2 separate regions of the Rattus norvegicus genome follow, and region 2 is linked to region 1. A link is a contact called in public Hi-C data. All regions are on one chromosome and are shown on one strand. The core of a region is the stretch at or near the end of the contact, and the rest is flanking DNA. Distances in the headings are between cores, read along the strand shown. Region 1 overlaps Lmo7 (LIM domain 7). Region 2 overlaps Lmo7 (LIM domain 7).

What was found. Hi-C and Micro-C count contacts between places; a contact is called where the count stands out from the background.
Region 2: a Hi-C map of the A7r5 cell line shows a contact between it and region 1, with 2.3 times the contacts expected there. The contact joins two enhancer-like sites. A contact is called at or near these places in 4 of 12 Hi-C or Micro-C datasets (the A7r5 cell line, Schwann cells, mammary epithelial cells and 1 more).

The regions. Positions count from the first base shown.
Region 1 is chr15:85,046,258-85,050,467 of GRCr8, reverse strand. It overlaps Lmo7 (LIM domain 7), which reads right to left. Exons shown (of 31, transcript NM_001001515.2): 2 at 1,920-1,990. Among named protein-coding and RNA genes, the nearest start is that of Lmo7, 67 kb to the right of the region's middle. Within about 2 kb of position 1,872, at least 11 of the 93 cell types and tissues checked have an H3K27ac peak or open chromatin away from gene starts, as enhancers often do. A contact at or near this core is called in the A7r5 cell line, where this site is marked.
Region 2 is chr15:85,105,255-85,109,464 of GRCr8, reverse strand. All of the region lies in intron 4 of Lmo7 (LIM domain 7), which reads right to left. Among named protein-coding and RNA genes, the nearest start is that of Lmo7, 130 kb to the right of the region's middle. Within about 2 kb of position 2,069, at least 5 of the 93 cell types and tissues checked have an H3K27ac peak or open chromatin away from gene starts, as enhancers often do. A contact at or near this core is called in the A7r5 cell line, where this site is marked.

The sequences.
Region 1 (4,210 bases), core at 623-3,122:
AGAGATGAGAGAATGGGGGAAGGGCTTGGCCCAAACACATGCGCATGTAAAAAGGCAAAAAAAAGAGCAAGAGGTGCCACCATCAATCATGTTTAGGTCATCAGTAATCAATAAGGTGGCTCCCTAAATGATTCTGAGCAATGGCTAGTCCTTAGAAATATGTGACCTACAACAGGGCTTCTTTAAATAGAGCATCTGTTTAGGCTGCCTTCTCTCTCAGACACCTAAGCAATGCTCCACGTTTCTGCACAATGCCATCTAGTTCTTCCGAAAGACTTCGGCTTAGCATGCACAGTGGGTGCTTTCCTGTCAACCCTTACGGGAGCCAGTCTCAGAGCCAAGGCTGTTTTGGGTCACATGCTTATAGGTATTTTCTCTCCTCCATCCTTTGACCACATAAGAAAACACTTAAATCACACCATTTTTAAAACAAGAGAATTTCTTCTCTGCCAACCCCTTGAGCAGACCAATTAAGTGAGTTTAAATATTACTCCACAAGAATCCGTGAGCACACAGCAGAGTGAGGAGGAGAAACATCCTCTCAACTTCAACTGTGGCCCTGAGGGTGCTTCCTGGGTGAAACCGCAGAAAGTTGGCATTTCTGTAAAGCGCAACTGGTGTGATTCCAGTAATGCCATATGCAATGAATTAAGAAATTAATAACATTCTCAGGTTGGGGATTTAGCCCAGTGGTAGAGTGCTTGCCTAGCAAGCCTAAGGCCCTGGGTTCGGTCCTCAGCTCCGGAAAAAAAACAAAAAAACAAAAAAAAAGAAATTAATAACATTCTCAAACGAAGGAGTTTGGACAACTAGCATCACACTGGTTTCCATGGCCATCTTCCTAACAGCTTGTACCTGTACCAAGTTCCAGAGCTTATACAAAACCTAAACCATCTTTAAGCCCAGCAGCTCCATGAACCAGGCGCATCGAAGGCCTCGATGAGGAAAGTCAGGCTCAAGCATTAAAAATCACTTGTAAATGTAAATAAAAGTCGAGTCACGTGTGCAAATGTCCAAAACGGAAAAGTCGTCTAACGCCTTCACTTGGAATCTTTACTGCAAACAGCACCCTTCCAAGGGAGAAGACTCACAATCATGTCAGCAGCCCGTAGGCCAGCCTGATGGTAGTACTGGTTACAAGGACCCTGCCCCCAAAAGAAAGAAAACATCTGGGTTCCAGAAGTCCACTCCCAGAGTTTACATGCAGACAGATTCCGTAAATATCTGCATGATAAGAGTCTAGATTGGAATTATCAAGTGCTTTCAAAAAATGTGGGTGGGTACTCGAGTCCATTCTTACAGTTTATTTGCTCACTTCTGCAGCTCAGACTTTTTCAAATTTTTGGGATTCAAATTTTCCCCTCCCAGGCTTGCTCTTACCCACAAAGGTCACCTATCTGGTTAACCGGACTCTGCAGCCACTGGAGACCCAAGTACTGCACAATGCCAACAGTGTGAACCCTAGACCATCAATCAGGGCACCAGCCTGCTTAGCGTCTGGAATACACAGTCTGGAATGCTGCTCACAACGGTATCCATTAACTGAGTAGTCAGTGACTCAAATTGACTCAGGCAATGCAAACCTCTACTTAATCCTCAAAGAAGAATTCGCTACTCTGACCATCCCGTATTACGGATGAGAAGGGTCTTTTATAATGAGGCAACTATATACCAAGTAAGTTATAATCAAATATAATGAGCTTCTTCTTCAACGATCTACCCACAAAACAATAACAGACTCTTGCTTAATTTACTAATTAAAAATAATATATATTACTGACACTATCTTTAGATATGTAAACCGATAGTCCCTTCCTTACTGGCTCATACCATAGAGGTGTCAGCTTGCAGGGATCAACTCTCTCTCTGGACCGAGGACACCAACCCGTGACTCTAGGGAGCATGCCTGAAATACTTACTCACACAACAGAACACCATTTTCCAGAGAGGCTCGAAAATCCCTTGTTTCAAAATTCTTCTCAGTTACAGCCTGAAAGACAGATTTGGGTTTTAATTAACTAGAGCTCAGAAAAAGGCAAATTTTTAATTTTATTAGCTAATAGGCATTTAACCTTCAACCTGAATGATTTGCACGTAGCACCAAAAGCCATTCTTCGTGGGAAATTGTGTGCTGGTCTGTGTTACAACTTTCTGCTATGAACAAACACACAGAAACAGCAAATGTTTCCTGAAGTATAACCATTTCATTGGATGGTGAACAAAAGTTACAGAGGCTATGAATTTAAAAAAAAAAAAAAAAAAAAGCAAGAGTATACAGGACGGCTTGGAGGGAGAAGGGGGAATGTAATTATATCATAATCTCCAAAAAGAAAGACTTTTAAAAGACTAAACCAAATGTCCAGTGTATTAAAAAGAAAGAAACTATAGATGATCCACTAAGAGTAAATATACACAATTATAGTATAAACTTGAAATAGCATTTACAATATGTACATCACTGATTTCAATTCTATCTTTAATTTCCTCATTTCATTACAAAGCTAAATACCAGCTACCTGCCCCCCACCCCCACCCCAGGCAAGTGTCCAGCAGCTGGCAGCCTGAATCCTTGTCCTACCTGCCATTCTAGGGAAAAATACATTTTGAATTTAAAGGTCATGAATCTTGCATCCCAGGTCAGCTAAGGGGATCGGGCACAAGATGGAGGAACCTTCACCATACTCCTCCACCTAACACTGTCACTGCTGCCTTCTTAATTCTGAGCTGTTAGGTGACAAAATCACAGCCACCTTTCTACTCAAAGTTAGCAGAGCAGAGCACGGTAGTGTGGGTCTTTACTCCAGGGGCTTGGGGGGCGGGGAGATTGACTCCATTTCTTATAAGTTGGTTTTATAAGAGTCTGGCCAGGCTGTGATATCCTCAAACCCAGGAGAGGGTCCTCCCCATCTAGAGCAATCACCTGTAGTAGAACCAGGCAGCTGCACGGAAGCTTGGTGTATCTGTTTCTGCTGGGAACACTGGGCTAAAGATTAACAATAAAAAACAAATAGCTCTTCCCTCAGCCACATAAGTAAGGACATAAAAAGCACAGCATTCTGCTTAGACAGAACAATGTACTCTTTTGAGAATTATTTTGAGTGGCCCACCCAAGGATTAGCTCAGATAACCTGTGCAACCCATTCCAGAATCCTGCACTCTTTGCCATCAGAAACAAACTCAAAGTGAGGGTGGACACACATAAGGAAAACACAACAGCTCATTCCTCAGGAATCTCCGATCCATAGTCAAAAAGCAAGGCCCAGAAAGGCCTACCACAGTCAGAATCGCCATCTCTAGTGAGAGCAAATCTCTCAGCAGAAGCACCAGCATAGGGCGGCCATGACACTCTCAAGCCAATCTAGATGGGAAGTGGTGACCTTGAAGAAAGAAAGGCTGTGAGCTGCCAATACACGGAGAGCAATGGAGAGCGACAGTCACCACAGTGCAGGCCAGGCCAGAGAGCAGTGCCCCAAGAGAGGAGGGAAGGGACTCAACTCACACATAGCTAAACTCAACCCTACTTCCACTACCTAAGAGCTATGTGACCTTAGACATGTGAAACCACCTCCCACCCAGCTCTGCTCATCTACAACAAGAAAACCAATGGACCACTCACGTGAAAAGGCTGATGTTTTACAGTATGGAGTGACAGTAGCCAAAGAGTGCACACCTCGTCCGTGACATGATTCGATCCTGCATTTACCACTTGTCGGTACTCCAATAACTTAAGACCTAGGACTGAATTATGCCTAGAATGCTATTTGATAAAGTTGAGATACTGGAATAGAGCTACTCAGAAACTCCACCTACCCAGAAGAGCTTATTTTAAAAGATTATCAAAATGGAGCTAGAGAATTAGCTCAGTGGTTAAGGTTCACTAGTTGCTCTTCCTGAGGAATCGGGTTCGAATCCTACTACCCACTCGAAACCATTCTTCTAGCCTCTTCAGGCACTGCATGCACATAATTTCTTTTTAATGAACATAAATATTACAGAAAGGTAGAATTCTAATATGATTTCAGGCCCTTTTCCTGTGTCAAAATACTAATACTAATGTACTCATTCTTCTCTAAATTCGAGCAGTGATAAAACCCTACTTATATTACACTTACAAAATTTACCCTTGGCCATATGACCATGATGAAATTTTTCCATTTATTTGTATGCATGTGTTCATGAGTGTGTGTGTGTGTGTGTGTGTGTGTGTGTG
Region 2 (4,210 bases), core at 820-3,319, 59 kb before region 1:
GTGTCATTTATAAAGATATTTTTAAATTTCCCAAATCTAGCCTGTGTGAGAGATAGAAATAACTACCTGTCCAAGAAAAAAAATGCCTTAATATTTTCTTTAGATTTATTACCTTGTTTCTCTTGTTTATAATTTCTATAAGGCAATTTTCTTTGAATTTCTACAGAATTGTGTAAATACATAGCACCTTTCACTCTGCATGTGTGCATGTGTACATGTGTGCACATGTGCAAACATAATCCTTCTATTTCCCGTTTGTGCTTTCTTCTAATGATAGGAACTTCAGAATATTCTGAGAGTATTACCAAGTAAGTGTCCTATGTACGCCACTAAAAATGAGTAAACTTGGGGTTGGGGATTTAGCTCAGTGGTAGAGTGCTTGCCTAGCAAGTGCAAGGCCCTGGGTTCGGTCCCCAGCTCCGGAAAAAAAAAAATGAGTAAACTTGCTTTATTTTAATACCCTAACTGGCTTTCAAATTCAGGTTTACTATAACCCTGCTTGTCTATCAGCTTTCAAATTCAATAGACACCGTTAGATGCCTTTTAAATTGACTTAACGCTTTCTGCAGTAAAGTTCCATTTCCTCGACTAATTTACTTTTGTGGTTTGGCTTTAGGGGCTGTTGTTTGGTTTGTCTTTGAGATGAGTTTTATGCATTAACAACTCCAGCAGCTACGGGGATTGCAGGTATGAGCTGCCAATTCTCATTTTATTGATGAGTAATTTTTCAAACCCTTCCCAGGATAATGAGTGAAATGATTTCCCAGCCCTCTGGCTCCCATTCACCGTGTCTGATCCCAACCCAATTCTACTAGTCCTTCCCAGGAACCGTTCTGCATTATACCTTACAGACTCGCCATTGTTAGCCCTGGACAAGCTTTAGAACCTAAGTGGCTAGGCCACCTAATTCCCAAGAATCTTCATTTTTCCACTTGGGCTGCCCTAGTAAGGGACCTCCACAGCAGCCTCAGAGTCAAAAAGCAGGACCCAAGACAAACAACAATTCCCCATCACAGAAGCTCGTGGATTCTAGTTACTCAAGAGCACATGATCATGACCACCATGTTCTTCCACAGATGCCGATATGGCGTCTGCCTATACTACCTCCCCCAACCCCAAGAACCTCTCTAAAGCAATCCTCTCTGGGATTAGAGGTCTAGTACCTCAGTCTGATGAGTCATCTGGAGGATTTTGATGCAAGCTAAAAGACCAAAGCACTGAAGGCTGGGCTGACAAGATGGCTCAGTGGCTACAAAAGCCTCATGCTATTCTGAGACGAGTCTTAAATGTAAAAATGGAAGAGGCGGCTCTTCTCCATAAGCTGTCTACCTTCTGACCTTCCATAACGAGTGTGATGGTAGGCCCACACACATACGTCATACGCACACATAGTAATGAGAATTGTAAAATATTGAAAGCCGCTGCCCTTGAAACACAGCCAATTAAAGCGCCACCTGAGCTCAAATGATAGCTTCGGCAAATTTGGCTATCTTTGTGAAAAAGGAAATTAAAGCAAAACATAATTCATCTAGCCTTACCCAACTTGAGTTTTAAAAGTAAACAATCAAAGGCACAAAGAACCTCAAAGTTAGTGCAGGGCCTGGAGTTACTGCCAAGGATTTTCAAGTGTTGACTAAGAAATAAAAGAACACTCAATGCAGTTCGCTGTGCTTGGGCATGCTTTAGAAAGCATTGCAGAGCTGGCTCTCAGGGTGCTCGGGACAGGGATCTGAGAGTCAGGGAAGGTCACTGAATTGGTTATCTAACACTCCAGAAGCAGCAACACCCCATGGTTTCCAGGGGAGAACACCTAAGCCAAAACAGGAGGAAGAGGAAGAAGAGGAGGAGGAGGAGGAAGAAGAGGAGGAGGAGGAGGAGGAGGAGGAGGAGGAGGAGGAGGAGGAGGAGGAGGAGGAGGAGGAGGGAAAAAAAGCATATCTTCAGTCACACAGAACAAAACATTTCAAGCAGTGCCAAGGAAATTTCCTCTAAGAGACTTCTGAGAGGGCGGCCCACGCCAGCTTTAACGGTGCTTGCTCCTCAGAAGGATAAAGCATTGCTGTCACATGCATGGACTTCCTCATCCCTTGCATTCCTATGCTATGTCCCTGAAGACCAGGGAGAGGAGCCTAGGCTTAACTCTTATGTTACCTAAACTTCATTTAGCAGACTGTGAACTAAATGTCAGAAAAAAAAAATATATCTAATGGGATGAAGAGTAGGCACAAACTGCACCTCACTGGAAACCCACACAATCACAATATCTATACGGTTTGCATAAACACAAATACTTACAAATGGAGGCAGAAGGCACCAGAGAGAAAGGAAAACCAACTTTTTAAAAAATATATATGAAATACAGATAAAGATTGTGGTTGCACATAAAATTAAGTTGCCATTGTGGAAGGGCAGATATGTCCTTTATATTTTAAAAAAGTATGTATTTTTCCTTAAAGGTAAGCAAGATGTAAGAGATTCGAGGCTATAGGTTCAAATCCCGGCATACCCTCCCCCCCAAAGGAGAGAAAAGTCAACTTTAAAAAGTTACAAATTGGGGTTGGGGATTTAGCTCAGTGGTAGAGTGCTTGCCTAGCAAGCGCAAGGCCCTGGGTTCGATCCCCAGCTCCGAAAAAAAAGAAAAAAAAAGTTACAAATTAACATAAATTTAGGGACTAGAGAAATGGCTCTGAGGGTAGGAGAGCAGGTTCCCTAGAGGACCCAAGTGTAGTTGCCAGATCTCACATCAGGTAGCTAATGGTCACCTGTAACTATAGCTTCAGGGGATCTGATACCCATTCTAGAGTCCACGGGCACTACACTCGCTCCATGCAGAAACCTACACAAGACACATATGTACACAAAAATTGAAAATAAAAGTTATTTCTACATTGTTTTCGGTTACAGTGAGTAATGGTCACTGATAGCAGAAAACTAATAAGTAATTAATCATTAAGTCGTTCTCTAACAGTGATTCTAATATATATAATTGTTTAAGTAAGCTTTCAGGGTAGATAGAATGATCACTCAAAACCTAAGAGCACTTGATGCTCTTACAGAGGACCAGGGTTCAGTTCCTGGTGCCCAAATGGTGGCTCGCAACTATCAATAACTAATCCTGGAGGACCTAATACCTTTGTCTCGCCTTCACAAGAATCAGGCATACACACACAGTACAAACATATATGCAGACAAAATCATACACAGAAAATAAAAATAAATCTTTTAACTTTCAAATAACGTAATCCCAAATTTCTACGTAATCTGCCAACAGAGCATAAGAAAAGCACTTAACTTTAGATTGTGAGATTACGTCAGAGTGGGTAGGAAGTATTACAATGATGTCCTTATACCAGTGTGACAAGATACTCCTACACATGAAGTAGTGGTACATCTAACTTGACGCTCATCGATGGCTGTCCAATTAGCCTGCTCAGCAGAAGGGAAACCATGCTTGATACTCTTGTGCTGGCTTGAATATGAATGGTCCCATAGCCTCATACATTTTAATGCTTAATCACCAGGGAGTAGAACCATTTGAAAGGATTAAAAGGATGTATAACCTTTGACAACATATATTTGACAACATATGTATTGTATCCTTTGAGATATAGATAAGATAGACAGACAGACAGACCAAAGAAACTGCACCCATGAAATCTCAACATATGGCATCTTAAACAGATCTGAAAATGACAATAGCAGTTGACATACCGAGAGGGTAAGAGAAATCTCGTGAGGTCCCAACCCTAGATGAAGAGCTTAAAGACTGCTAAGACAGGAAGAACAAGAACCGTTCCCCAGGAATCAGCCCAGTAATATCAAGTGGTCATCCCTAAAAACAGGTACATACAAGCAACACTAAAGTGACTCAGAAGGTGGTGTTTCTATGTTATCCATGTGAGTGTGTTTGCGTGTGTGTGCATGTGCATGTGTGTATATGGTGGTGGGGTTACTAATTAAAGACAAAAGTCATAAATTTGAGGGGCAGACAGTGTGGGAAGGTTGGAGAAAAAGGAGAGGAAGAAATAATGTAAATATAGTTCATATATATAAAACTTTAAAGGATGAATTTAATTTAAAAAAAAATAGGGGGTTGCGGATTTAGCTCAGTGGTAGAGCGCTTGCCTAGCAAGTGCAAGGCCCTGGGTTCGGTCCCCAGCTCCAAAAAAAAAAAAAAAAAGAAAAAGAAAAGAAAAGAAAAGAAAAGAAA